2 separate regions of the Mus musculus genome follow, and region 2 is linked to region 1. A link is a contact called in public promoter capture Hi-C data. All regions are on one chromosome and are shown on one strand. Each heading gives the region's core, a stretch centred on a gene start, on an enhancer-like site or on the middle of the called end of the contact. The rest is flanking DNA. Distances are from core to core; before and after follow the strand shown. Region 1 holds the start of Copg2 (coatomer protein complex, subunit gamma 2). Region 2 has its middle 17 kb from the start of Gm40359.

Region 1 (6,311 bases), core at 621-3,120:
GTGCCTACAGAAATATGCAAAACAGTATGCTGTATATTGTGTATGTTCTATCACAGAGGATATCAAATCATCTTTAGTAGCATTAACAATATGTTAGTACAATATCCAAGTAATGCAGGTTGTCTATGCTCTCAAGGTAGTATGACGTACAATAAATTACCAGACATTATCTGCTTTCCTGGCTATATTTTATTCCTTTAGGTTGACAACTTCAACTTTAAAGACTTGACCAGAGTCTCTGTCTACATATGAATGCCTCGAGTTTAATATCTGTAAGCTCTTCTAATAACCTTGCACTTACCACTCCTGACATGTCATTAAAATCCCCCAGCACACGACAGAGTCTATATGTCTGTACGTTTCTATAGTCCCAGCCTCTCCCTTGTCCTCTACTCCACAATCTCTGCACTGCTACACTCCGTTGTCACTTTTAATATAGAAATAAAAAAGGGATTTCTAGTTTTGATCAAATGTGGGGGAAGACCGATATTCAGACTGTCAGGTGGGTCTACGGTCCTTCACTGTTTTTTTGGCTGTCCTGACTTTTGTACTTCCTAGGTTCTTTGCCCATTATTCTCAAACAGAATTGATAAGGCACTGTACACATCCAAGCCATACCTCCTGCAAGACAGCACTCTTCTCCAAATGCTGGAAAGGATTGGAACCACTACCTATAGTATAAGAAAAAGAGAAGGTCTTCAATAGCTGGACTACAAAGACTTTTCTAAAGGAGGATATTGCATGCTTGGAAATCTCACCTAAACAGAATGATCCCTTGGAAGTCACAAGGACAACTATTACTAATATGCAAAGAAGTTGGATGAAGTAATTTTGATTCTGGTTCAAATTCTGTCATTGCCATACTGAGATATCTTGGACTTCTCCTGATATAGGAACCCTATCCAAAATGAGTGCCTTCATTCCCTGCTTCCCCCTCCCCCATCCCATGGATGTTAACAAATGTGTCGGTTTCCACCACCACCAAGAGTAATGAGATGACAGGACACTATGGATTTCCCTAAAAGCAAGCCCTATTTTATGTGTTTCACACATTTACTGAAGCAGAAAGGAACAGTTTCGCAGAGAGTCACAGATGTAAAGGCCATGCAGGATGAGGCCATGAAGGTCCACTAACCCAACCTTCCACCACACTTGTGAGAGCAGCTACCACTGAAGAGCTGAAGATTTTTTTTTTTTTTTTTGAAGAGGCTTGGCATCTTCCCCACTTGCACTGCACCACAGACAGGTATCAACACGCAAGTCACTTCTGGATGCCTGAGCATTCAATGAGCTGTGTCCCACCGGGCAGTCTTAACCCCTGGGAACAGGAGAATCAAGGCCCTTCAGAGTCCATAAACACGCAACCCTGGCCCGGTCGACCCCAGCTCCCAAAACAGGGGGTGCTCGCCCTGGGGCCTAACCCCACCAGCAACCCCAGGGTACCGAGACTTGCGCGCGCACCTCCTCGCCCCCCGACAGGGCCCCACGGAGGGCCGGCTCGGAGGGGCTCGATCGGGGGGCGGGCGCGGGGGGCGGGGACGCGCCGGGGCGGAGCCGCCGAGCGCTCGAGGCGACTCCCGGCCAGGAGCGCGCGGCCCGAGGGGAGGCCCCGGCGCCGGGGGAGGGGCTTCGGGCAGACCCCGCCGCTGCGGCCGCCCCCCAGAGCAGGTGGCTGCGGGCGAGGGAAGGGGGGAAACCCTTGCGCCTGAGAGTGGGCGTCCGGAGCGCCGCGCGTACCAGACTCCTCGTCCTTCTTGTCGAATTTTTTAATCATCTTGGACGGCTTCCCAGCGCCCAGACCCACCGCAACCGTCCCAGGCGCCGCAGCCGGCGAGCGGAAGACGCTGCAGGAAGGCAGGCCCTGGGTTCTCGCACCGGTTGGGCCGGCGGGCCGTCACTCGGGGCCAAGGCCCGCCCCCCTCGGGCCTCCGCGGCCGCCCTTGCCCCCTAGGGACGCAGGCACGCCCCCTGCTCCGCCCACTGCCGCACGGGGGCGTGGCCAGAATCTGCCCGGAGGCTCACCACGCCCCGCTTCACAAACTCTGCAAGCCAGGTCTGAGACAACAAACAGGGAACTTTATTTGGTTAGTGACTTCTCCAGGCCCCCTCAGTTCTTGGAGAGTGAGGAGTGGGGCTTTAAGTCTTTGTCTTCACCAAATGACAGCCGCATCTTTGACAATCCACTGCTGGGCCCTTCCATGGCGAAAGAAGCTCTCCCCTGGCACACTTCTTGTAGGCTTCTCTTCTAGGAGCTTTGAAAATGTCAGGGGTTCCCAAAATACTTGCGAAGTTGGTGTTTCACTCTCTGACTTCATGGAAACTACGACAAAGCATAGGACACGTTGAATGTGCGACTCTGAGAGCACTAGAAGCGTACTAAAAGGAAGGCGTGATGTGATCCATTTGAGGAGACCGAAAAGCTGGTCTTAATTTAACTTTCCAAGAGGGTAGATTTGGGGACTGCCATTCCCAACTTCTTATGATTCCTTCTTCACCCAAACCAGTGTAGTTTTCTTGGCTTTCACCATTTTCAAATGATTCAATCTGCATAACACTCAAGTAATTTAAGGGATACTCATGTGTCTCAGTGCTTTTCCAAATGTTTTCTCTTTTTTTTTTTTTTTTTTTGTCCTCGTCTCAGAGTATGAAAAACACGCTTTTAATGCCTTGGGCATCGAAGACATCACATTTCTAGAAGGTCTTTCCAGCTTCACCTGTTCTTAGGGCGTTGACTACTTTAAGATCTTAATGACAGTCCTTCCTCCGTTGAGGGCGTGGTTTGCCTCTTGGGCAACCTTCTAACCAAACTTGACAACTTCTACTCAGATCTCTCTCTCTCTCTCTCTCTCTCTCTCTCCCTCTCTCTCTCTCTCTCTCTCTCTCTCTCTCACACACACACACACACACACACACACACACACAAATGATAGGGCATCATTTGGGGGACAGAGATGTTAGCTTAGAAATGGCACCACTAGTAAAACACCCTGGCAGCTTTGTTATTGTTGAGGAAATGCACCATAACTGTCTGTTCATTTTAGGTACAAAAGTAAAGCACTCATATTTGGAGAGGGCATATGTAGTCGCCATAAATGACACTAGAGCTGAAGGCTGACATATTACTTTATACATGAAGATCTATCTCATCCTGACAGGGCTTAGAAAAGGTCCTACCTAGATTATGCTACATACCCTTAAGAAAAATTTCAAACTGGGCATGATAGCACACACGCTTTTAATCCCAGAAGGCAGATCTCTGAGTTCAAGACCAGCCTGGTCTACACAGCAAATTCCAGAACAGCCAGGGCTATACAGAGAAACCTTGTCTTGAAAAAACAAAAAGAAAAAGAAAAAATTCCCATCATATATAGATTCCGCTGAATAATGTGCCCAAACCTTAGTAATGGTGCCACTTAAAATGTTACTCCATCCCGATTAAAAATACTATGCTAGGGACTGGAGAGATGGCCCAGTAATTAAGAGAATTTATTGCTCTTGCAGAGGACCTGAGTTCAATTCCCAGCACTCACGTGGTGGCTGACAAACCATCAGTAACTCTAGTTCCAGGTGATCCGATGCCCTCTCCTCTGATCTCTGTGGGCGCCGTAAGTGGTAAGCGGATATACACACAAGCAAACCACTCATACATAAAATAAAATGAGTAAACCTAATTTTAAAATGTAAATACTATACTAATGATTCTAGCTACCTCATTTGACTTATATAAAGTCCGACCAATATTCATCATGTGAAATTTCTCATGAAAGAAATAGATGTTTCCTCTTCTACAATCTTTGGCTGAAAATGAAACAAGCTTTGGAGAAGAGGCCCTCTTCTCCCTTGGACTATAGCCATTAAGAGTTAGGTAAGGACAGGGACATGAAGCCTGGCGATTGCTCAAAACAGGTAATGTGAGAGGAACATGTGGAAGAGTGAATAAACTGGGGCTGAGGTGAGACTGAGCTCTTTTAAGCGAGATGGATCGCTCTGCTGCCTCAGCTGTTTCCCACATTGATCTAGGGGTTTTTTTGGTTTGATTGGTTTTTTTTTTCCCTCTCTTTAGATTGGTCTTAGTTGTATATGGGGAATCAAGGAGAAGCATAGGTAGGGATAGGATGGAAGGGGTAGCAATAGGAGGAACAGAGAAAAGGAAAGGAGCCAGTGGAAGGGTAGATATAACCTATACCGCTAGGAAATGACTGCCTTATGCTAAAGCGATGGCTGTGCAGTGTAAAGACCCATCAGTGTGTGTCTAAACTACAGTTGTGCATTTGACACCCTGGAACCCTTCAGTGAGGCCAACTACATAATGTAGAAAATCTAAGCCCATGTTTATATAATATACGAGGCCTTTCTTGGTCTAGCCTGTTGGTCCTTTGGTGTTTAGTAAGAGTCTAATGCAGAGGCCCCCATGGGTGTTATCAAATGAGACACACACTAGACCTTCTACATGTCCTGGTCCCAGCTCTCCCTTACCCCCGTCTCACGTCATCCCAGAGAGACTTGTGGGCCTCTGAGACTCACATACTTTTTATGGTGGTGATGTTTCAAGACACTATGTAAACCAGGATGGTCTCAAACTCCTGAGATCTGCCTGCCTCTGCCTCTCAAGGGCTGGGATTAAAGGCATGAGCCACTGCATTTAGCTTACAATGTACACACTTAAGCTTTGGCCCTTTAAAGCAATTTCCCACAAAATATGAAGGTTATGCACAGATAAACATTTCAACCTATATGTACCTAAATATCAAAATCATGTTGTCAGCAATTACGGTAGATTATAGCAAATTTAGTTTGAGGGGTGTTTGTTTGTTTGTTTGCTTTTAGCCTTGAGAATCTATCATTATGGCAAAAACTATCAAAGTGTTAGATGATACAGGGCAGGAAACCCTATACTTCTTGAACCTTCTTGAAATTTGAGTATTAAAATAGTCTAGCACCATCTTAACTTCCTTCTAGGAAAATTAGTGCCTGAACCTACCACAAAAGATACAGGAGACCTTACCATGTTTCTTTGTCTCTCTCTGGGAGGCTGGAGCAAAGATGAGGTTAGGATACATTTTTTTCTGTTTCCTTAAAGCATAGATTTCAGAATACTTCCCTTCGATGTTGAAATCATTGTCGGTAGAAAACCTTAACCAAAAAAGTATATACTTGGTTGGTCTAGGGCTGCAGGTGAGTGGCACCTAAAAGTCATCTATAGCCTCAGAGACCCCAAGGAAGAAGAAAGGACAATAACTAGAAAGTTGGGGTTGTTGGTTAAAAAAAAGATGGAGGGTAGGGTTTGAGAGCTTAACACACTGCAAACCTTGTAGCCAATTCCAAAATCCTGTCTTCTCAGTAGGAAATAAAAATCTCCTATGAATAGTTTCAAATAAAACCTTTTAATATTTGCTAAAATAAGTATTTGTTCCCATGAGTGCATGCATCTATCACACATGCACATATGTGTATGCAAGTGTAGAGGCCACATACATGTTTTGGGCGTCTTCCTCATATACTCTCCAGCTTTTTTTTTTTTTTTTTTTTTTTTTTTGAGATAGGGCTTCTCACTGACGCTGGGGTTTTCGAGACTGTCCGGCCCAGAATCTCCAAGAATCATTCTCTCTCCCGGTGCTGGCAGAAAGGGTTTGCACCGCACCACCTGGCTTTTTAACATGGATGCTGGAGATCAAACGTAGGTCCTCAAGTGTGCGCAGTGAGCAAGTTATTGAGTCATCTCCCCAGCTTTAAAAAGACCTCCTTTTTATTTGTATCCTCATAGCATTCGTTCCTCTGGTCCTTACCTCACACTTTTATTTTTCTATATCTTAAAAAATACAGACCCTTAGGGCTGGAGAGATTCAGCGGTTAAGAGCGCTTTTCCAGAGGTCCTGAGTTCAATTCCCAGCAACCACATGGTGGTTGGGAACCATCTATAATGGGGTCTGATGCCCTCTTCTGACATGCAGATGTACATGCAGACAGAGCACTCCTACATATAAAAACCAAAACAAAACATAAAAACAAAAATCACAGATCTTTAAATACATTTTCCTTCTCTCTTGAGATTATTGTCAGTGGAAAACTTTAGTTTTGCATAGCTGTGTTTCTTTTATTAGCATATAAGTGATGATATAGGACGTGTTTGGAAGCCATATCTTATATGGATTTTTTCTTATTTTTTATTGAAAAAATGTTTCAATAAAACATTTTCACACAAGCCAAGCAGTCGTAGTGTACACCTTTAATCCCAGCACTTGGGGAGCATATCTCTGAGTATGTGGCTATCCTGGTCTACAGTGTGAGTTCCAGGACAACCAAGGCTACAC
Region 2 (6,344 bases), core at 3,360-5,859, 140 kb after region 1:
GCTCTAGCACTTACACACCCTCTGAGAAGTCCTCACATTCCAAATGTCACACACCCACAAAAACTATCTGCAGCTGGCAAAATCTTACCCCTACTAGAGTGTGAGGCAAGTCATAGTCAGCTGCTGTGGACAATCTGAAACAGCCCCACATCCCACACCTGGGATTAAAATGAAAAGATATTCTTATTATATTTCTGTATTTTGTTAAAAAAAAAAACAACCCAAACTTCAAAATTGTCAGTACTGTGTGCGAATCTCCCATCCTGCTCACATTTTCCCTCTTATTTGTAGTTCTTAGCTTCAAGTTCATAACATGGAGTAACTGCAGAAACCAGGAAAGTTTTGATAATTGTCTTCAGAGGGCTCATGTTGGGTGGTGCCATCCCTAGGCAGGCTGAGCCTGAGCTGTCTAAGAAAGTTGTTAAGCAAGATGGGGGACAAACAAACAGAATTCCTTCATGATTTCTGCTTCCTTGAGTTCCTGCCTTGGCTTTCCTTAACTGTGGACTGTAACCTTTGGGGTGAAATAAACCCTTCAATTGTTGGCTGGTGTTTTATCACAGCAACAAAAAGCCAAGTAGAACGGTCAGCCCCAGTGCCATAGTGAGTTTGAAGCTTAGACTCTGTGTCAAAAAAAAGTGAAGAAAATAATTGATTCATTGGAGGTCAAACTGTTACTGTTCTAGCTGGTTTTGTGTGTCAACTTGACACAGCTGGAGTTATCACAGAGAAAGGAGCCTCAGGTGAGGAAATGCCTCCATGAGACCCAGCTGTAAGGCATTTTCTCAATTAGTGATCAAGGGGGAAGGGCCCATTGTGAATGGTGCCATCCCTGGGCTGGTAATCTTGAGTTTTATAAGAAAGCAGGCTGAGCAAGCCAGGGGAAGCAAGCCAGTAAGAAACATCCCTCCATGACCTCTGCATCAGCTCCTGCTTCCTGACCTGCTTGAGTTCCAGTCCTGACTTCCTTTGGTATGGAAGTGTAAGCTGAATAAACCCTTTCCTCCCCAACTTGCTTCTTGGTCATGATGTTTGTGCAGGAATAGAAACCCTGATTAAGACAGTTAACATTCATGGGAGTTTAGACTTTTTTTTTTTTTTTTTTGGTTTTTCGAGACAGGGTTTCTCTCTGTAGCCCTGGCTATCCTAGAACTCACTCTGTAGACCAGGTTGACCTCGAATTCAAAAATCCGCTTGCCTCTGCATCCCGAGTGCTGGGATTAAAGGCATGCACCACCATGCCCGGCTGAGTTTAGACTTTTTTTTTTCTAAAATGTATGACACGAAAGGTTCAAAGACTTGAATGAGGATCTGCAGATCGAGTGGAATTGTGAGGACTAGAGTCTGAAATGGAGCCTTGTCACGTAACTGAACACGCGCATCATAGAAGTCACATGCAGACGGAGCCAAGAGAGTGCTTCCGCAGAGATGGAGTCTACTCCAGGAGATGCTGGGCACAGCGCTGGGTTAGGAGTGTGACGTTAATGTGACATTAGTTGCTATGGCAACAGCAGTTTGAGAAGCTTGATTTTGAATCTGGAAGATGTTCTGCTGTGAGTACAGTGGTACTCAGCTGCCTCTCATGCTACAGATAAATCTCTTGTGAAAGGAAGAGTCAACTGATGCATCAACTATCACTGCTGACTTATGAAATTGCCCCAACTACCCCAGCCTTTGGTGCCCCGTGCCCTGTTTGGTCAGTAGACATCAGTACCCCTCAAAAGATTATGATTAAAACTTAGATGGTGGTTAGCAGTTTTAGCAATAAGGTATTTTTAACTGAAGCATGCATACAGCTGGAGAGGGGGCTCGAAGGTTAGGAGCCCATACTGCGCATCAGGTAGGTAGCTCACAGTTGTCTGTCAGTCCAGCTCCAGGGGACCGGCACCCTTTCTGCAGACCCTGCGCTCATATACACAAACCCACACAGACACACACATATATACATGCTCAAAAATGTTGTAAAGATTTGCAACTCCACTGTGTCTACACAGCACATTTTCTTTATCTGGTCATGGTACCCAGTGGTACCCAGACTAATTCCATGTACGTACACTCTGTTCTCCTCACTAATCTTTTGGTCTCAAGTAAGCTCACCGTCTCCCGCAGGGGTCTCTGCAGAACAACTTGTTTCACTTTCTGCATGGGGATTTTCTTTCTTTGGCATCCTCAGGATTATTAATTGTGGGGTAAATTTGAGGTTTGGAATGTGTTAGAAGACTTGCTCATTCTTAATTTTAAAAGAACTAGGTATCTTCTCTCACACACACGCACACACACACACACACACACACACATTTCTGGGGTTTTTTGTTTTGTTTTTAAGAAAAAGGAGCAGGCTGCAGCTTCTGCATGACTGGAACGAGAGGCATGTCTGCTCTACAAGTGGCACAGGATTAGAGACAGAAACCCATTTAATGAAAGGCATCTTCAGGACCACCCACATGCACAAGCTCTTTCCCAGGCTCCTTGAAGAGACCTAGAAATGTGTCTTAAAAAATGTCACAGTGCTGTAAAGTTTGGAGTAGTGTGACATTTATCGGAACCTCTTTATCAGATGTCTCTTGGTCATAAGCTTTCTGAGGCTGGGTTCTGTTAGGTGGCGTTGGGCATGACTTGGGTTTGGTTGGGGGGGGGAGCCGGAGGGGCAGAGCTTGGGATTCTTGTAGTTTGGGGTTAACAGGAGGAATCTGCTTACCATCACTTCTGTGGAACTGTTACCGCAAGGGGGCCCGGTGCAGGAACAGCTTTCAATAATCCTGGCACCATTCATACCTCAACCCCACACGCTGGCATAGAGGTGTGGACTGGTGGTCATGTTATGGTAAGAGTGTGTGCCCAGCACCATAATGATGTTGGTAGAGATGCCAACAGCAAATGCCGGTCCACAGGGAACTCTGACATACCTTGTTAGACAAAGACAATGGGAAGCTCAGGATGCGACATATCTAACCAAAATAAAAGGGCTCCTTTATCAGACTCCATAATGTAGCACACGCAATTGTAAATACTACTGTGCACTTGTATAGGAATCCCATGAAAGAATTTCTACAGGGCCCATAGCACGCTCACAACGGTTCCTGTGGGCAAAGTTGTTCCTCTTATGCAGTCCAACAAGGAATCATAAAACAGTTTTTTCCAGCTGGGTGAGGTGGTGTGCACCTATGATCTGAGCATCCAGAAGTCGGAGGCAGGGGAATCACGAGCTTAGTCTTTGTAGTGAGTTCCAGGCCAGCCAGGGCTACACACAGTGAGACTCTTGGCTCAAAAACAACGAAAATTGTACTAGCTATACCAGAAGAGTGAGTTATCTTTCTGGAGAAAACACTATAAAGTTGCTGTTATATGAACCAGTGATCAAATGTCATGTGGCCAAAACACAGGAAAAACAGGGCTTAAGCCAGAATTTTTTTAAGGGCAATGCTGGTGATATTTGTCAGCTTCTTCAAAAATATTATGATAATGTTTATAATTTTAAATCATATTCTCACCTAATTTACATTTGTGAATTAGGTCCTATTGATCACAATAAGCCTTTAAAATTACACTCAAGCTTTAGAAGACCTGGGTACATATACCCCTGGTTACATGTGGCTTCACTGATAACCATGCAGAAGAATTATAGAAATAAGAATTAATGTAATAATATTTGTGATCGAATTTAAGATTCAATTCCAAAAATTACTTTAAAAACACTTTTTCTAAATGTGTGTGTGGGGTGGGGGTGGGGGAGACAGACAGGCAGGCAGAGAGAGAGAGAAAGAGAGAGAGAAAGAGAGAGAGAGAGAGAGAGATGTCTGTGTCACACTGGGCGGGTAGAGGTCAGGACAGTATCAGCTGTTCTCAGCTTTCATCCACCAGGCTAGCTGGCTGGAGCATCCCAGGATTCTCCTGTCTCCACTTCCCATCTTAAAGGAGGCACACCTGCGGTAGATGTGCTATGGTACCAGTGTTTCATGGACTTTCTCAATCTAAGCTCGGGTCCTCACATTTGTGCACCAAAGTCCTTTTCACACACAGAGCCATCTGCTCTGCCCTAAAATTCCGATTTAATGAGCTTATGCAAAGAAGTATGCAGACATGTATATATATATATATATATATATATATACACACACACTGATAACTTTTGACAAATGTGTCAACCTATGAAACAGCTCTCAAATCAACATAGAACATATTTTCATCATCTTCCAAAATTTCTTTGTGCTACTTTCTAGTAAATTCTCCCCACACACGGAAGTTGTTCTGATTTTCATCACCAGAGATTAGCTTACCTACATGTGAACTTCGTAGGAAAGGACTTACACAGGGTGAGCCCTGTTTGTGACCGATTTCTTGATTTATCTTGTACACGGCAGTAATTTCACAGGCCAGGTTGACTATGTTAAGGCAGGCCAAAGCATAAACAAGATCTCTGGGCCTATGAGGATATTCCTACAAGAGATTAGTATCAAATTGGTCGACTGAGTTTGATCTGTAGGTGGGATCTGTCCTCACCGTTGTAGTGGATGTCATCCAGGCCTGAGGCTTACATAGGACAAAAGTGCAGAGGTAGGCTGCCTCTTTTTCTCAGCTAGGCCAGCCTCTGCTTCCTTTCCCTGGGTCTGCCATCTCCAGGGCTTACAGCGCCAACGCTACCCACCCCCACCCAGCTTTCCAAGCCTTTGGATTCAGGCTGAGTTAGAGCCAGCAGCTCTACGTCGCCATCTTGTGGCCACCAGAGGATATGGCAACATATCATCTCGGTCGCCATTATATGAGCCAATTCTGGCTTTCTCTTTATGTCTGTACCCACATCAGCTACATCACATCGACTCACCCACCCATCTTTTCTCCAACTCCTGTCAGTTACCTATCTGTTATCTATAACTATTCGTATGTATACAACGTCTCTTCCCACCTTTCTGGATAACTGACTAATATGTCCTTTGAAGACTTATCTATGCTGTGGTATACACCAGCAATCCGTGTCTCTCTCTCTCTCTCTCTCTCTCTCTCTCTCTCTCTCTCTCTCTCTCTCCCCCTTCCTTCCTTTCTTTTTTCAATTACAGAGTGGTATTCAGTTAACAGAACAACAATTATCTTCATATAAGCTGCATCAAAGACTACTGAAGATTAAAAAAAATAATAATAAAACCAAAAGAAAAAAAAACAAAAACTTAACTACTGTCCCCATATATAACTAATTTGTGCTGTGCACAACAAGAACCTGCTTTAACTTTCCAATCCGGTCCACCTCCCTGGGGAGTAGTATATCACTGTTTCCTTATTTGCCTGATGAACATTTCGTTATTTCTAGACTTTGTTTATTATGAATAAATATATATAAATATGTGCCTAAGTAATTTTCGGAAGATGGACTTCCATTTCTCTTGGGGATGTGCTGTGGAATTCCTCCATCCTATAGAAGGTAATTATTGAAACATTTTCCAAAGTGGTCTCAGTTTCAACCCTGACTCAGTGGTTAATGAGTGAACTGGTTATTTTATTTTTAACAGCATCCGAAGGGGTGTGAAGTGGTATCCTGTCTGTGGTTTTTTCTCATAACTCCCTGATGAATAATGAGACCGAGTGCCTTCTCAGGTATTTACTGACCGCCCCATCCTCGTTATCAAGTGTTTCCCAAATAGCTTGAGTATTTTAATTTGGATTATCTTTTACTAATTTGCATACACTCTGTAAATTCAGTTCTGATTGAAATCTTTAATTAGTTCAGATCTATCTATCTATCAAGCATACATTTTTACACAATCTATAGTCTGTCTTCCATGGCTTAATTTTTTTTTTTTTTTTTTTTTTGAGACAGGGTTTCTCTGTATAGCCCTGGCTGTCCAGGAACTCATTTTGTAGACCAAGCTGGCCTCAAACTCAGAACTCCACCTGCCTCCGCCTCCCGAGTGCTGGGATTATAAAGGTATGCTCCACCATGCCAGGTTCCATGGCTTAATTTTTAAATTTTATAGTTAGAGTTATATAATTCCACAAATGGGGGTTTCTGTAATATACACCTTTACTTGGTTTCCTCTATGAGTTAATAATTCAAGTTCTCCTAATGTATGGGGTTTCTCCACTTCTCTTACCATTGACTTCTAATTTAATTTGGCTGTGGCCAGACAGCATGACCACCTCAGCAAGTTAGCAGCATATCATCTACCATCACAGTAAACATCTGTGCAGGTGTGGTGAGAATATTTAAGATCTGCTATCAGCAAATTTCTGATGTACAGTAGAGTATTGACTATAGTAGTCATGCTGTTGGCTGGCTCTCCAGAACTTTCTTCCTATCTTTTAACCAACAGCTCCCATGTCCCCAGCAACTCCGCAGCTCCTAGCAACCCCCA

Evidence for each region. Promoter capture Hi-C pulls out the DNA fragments that hold promoters and counts their contacts.
Region 2: a contact with region 1 is called in a promoter capture Hi-C map of hippocampal neurons, with 2.9 times the contacts expected there. The contact joins the enhancer-like site here to the promoter of Copg2 in region 1. A contact is called at or near these places in 4 of 39 promoter capture datasets (the 3T3-L1 cell line, 3T3-L1-derived adipocytes, hippocampal neurons and 1 more), 8 of 484 Hi-C or Micro-C datasets (the AML12 cell line, cerebral cortex, cortical neurons and 3 more), 5 of 115 datasets of contacts at active chromatin or transcription factors (embryonic stem cells, forebrain, pancreatic cancer cells and 1 more) and 3 of 9 other capture datasets (adipose tissue, liver and pancreatic islet).

The regions. Positions count from the first base shown.
Region 1 is chr6:30,894,924-30,901,234 of GRCm38.p6, forward strand. It overlaps Copg2 (coatomer protein complex, subunit gamma 2), which reads right to left and starts at 1,871. Exons shown (of 24, transcript NM_017478.3): 1 at 1,738-1,871; 2 at 619-671; 3 at 1-4. The coding sequence starts at 1,774. It overlaps Tsga13 (testis specific gene A13), which reads right to left. Exons shown (of 8, transcript NM_054073.2): 7 at 5,006-5,133; 8 at 2,058-2,320. The coding sequence ends at 2,151.
Region 2 is chr6:31,028,517-31,034,860 of GRCm38.p6, forward strand. No RefSeq gene overlaps it. Among named protein-coding and RNA genes, the nearest start is that of Gm40359, 17 kb to the left of the region's middle. Within about 2 kb of position 4,610, at least 54 of the 459 cell types and tissues checked have an H3K27ac peak or open chromatin away from gene starts, as enhancers often do. A contact at or near this core is called in cerebral cortex, cortical neurons, forebrain and 2 more, where this site is marked.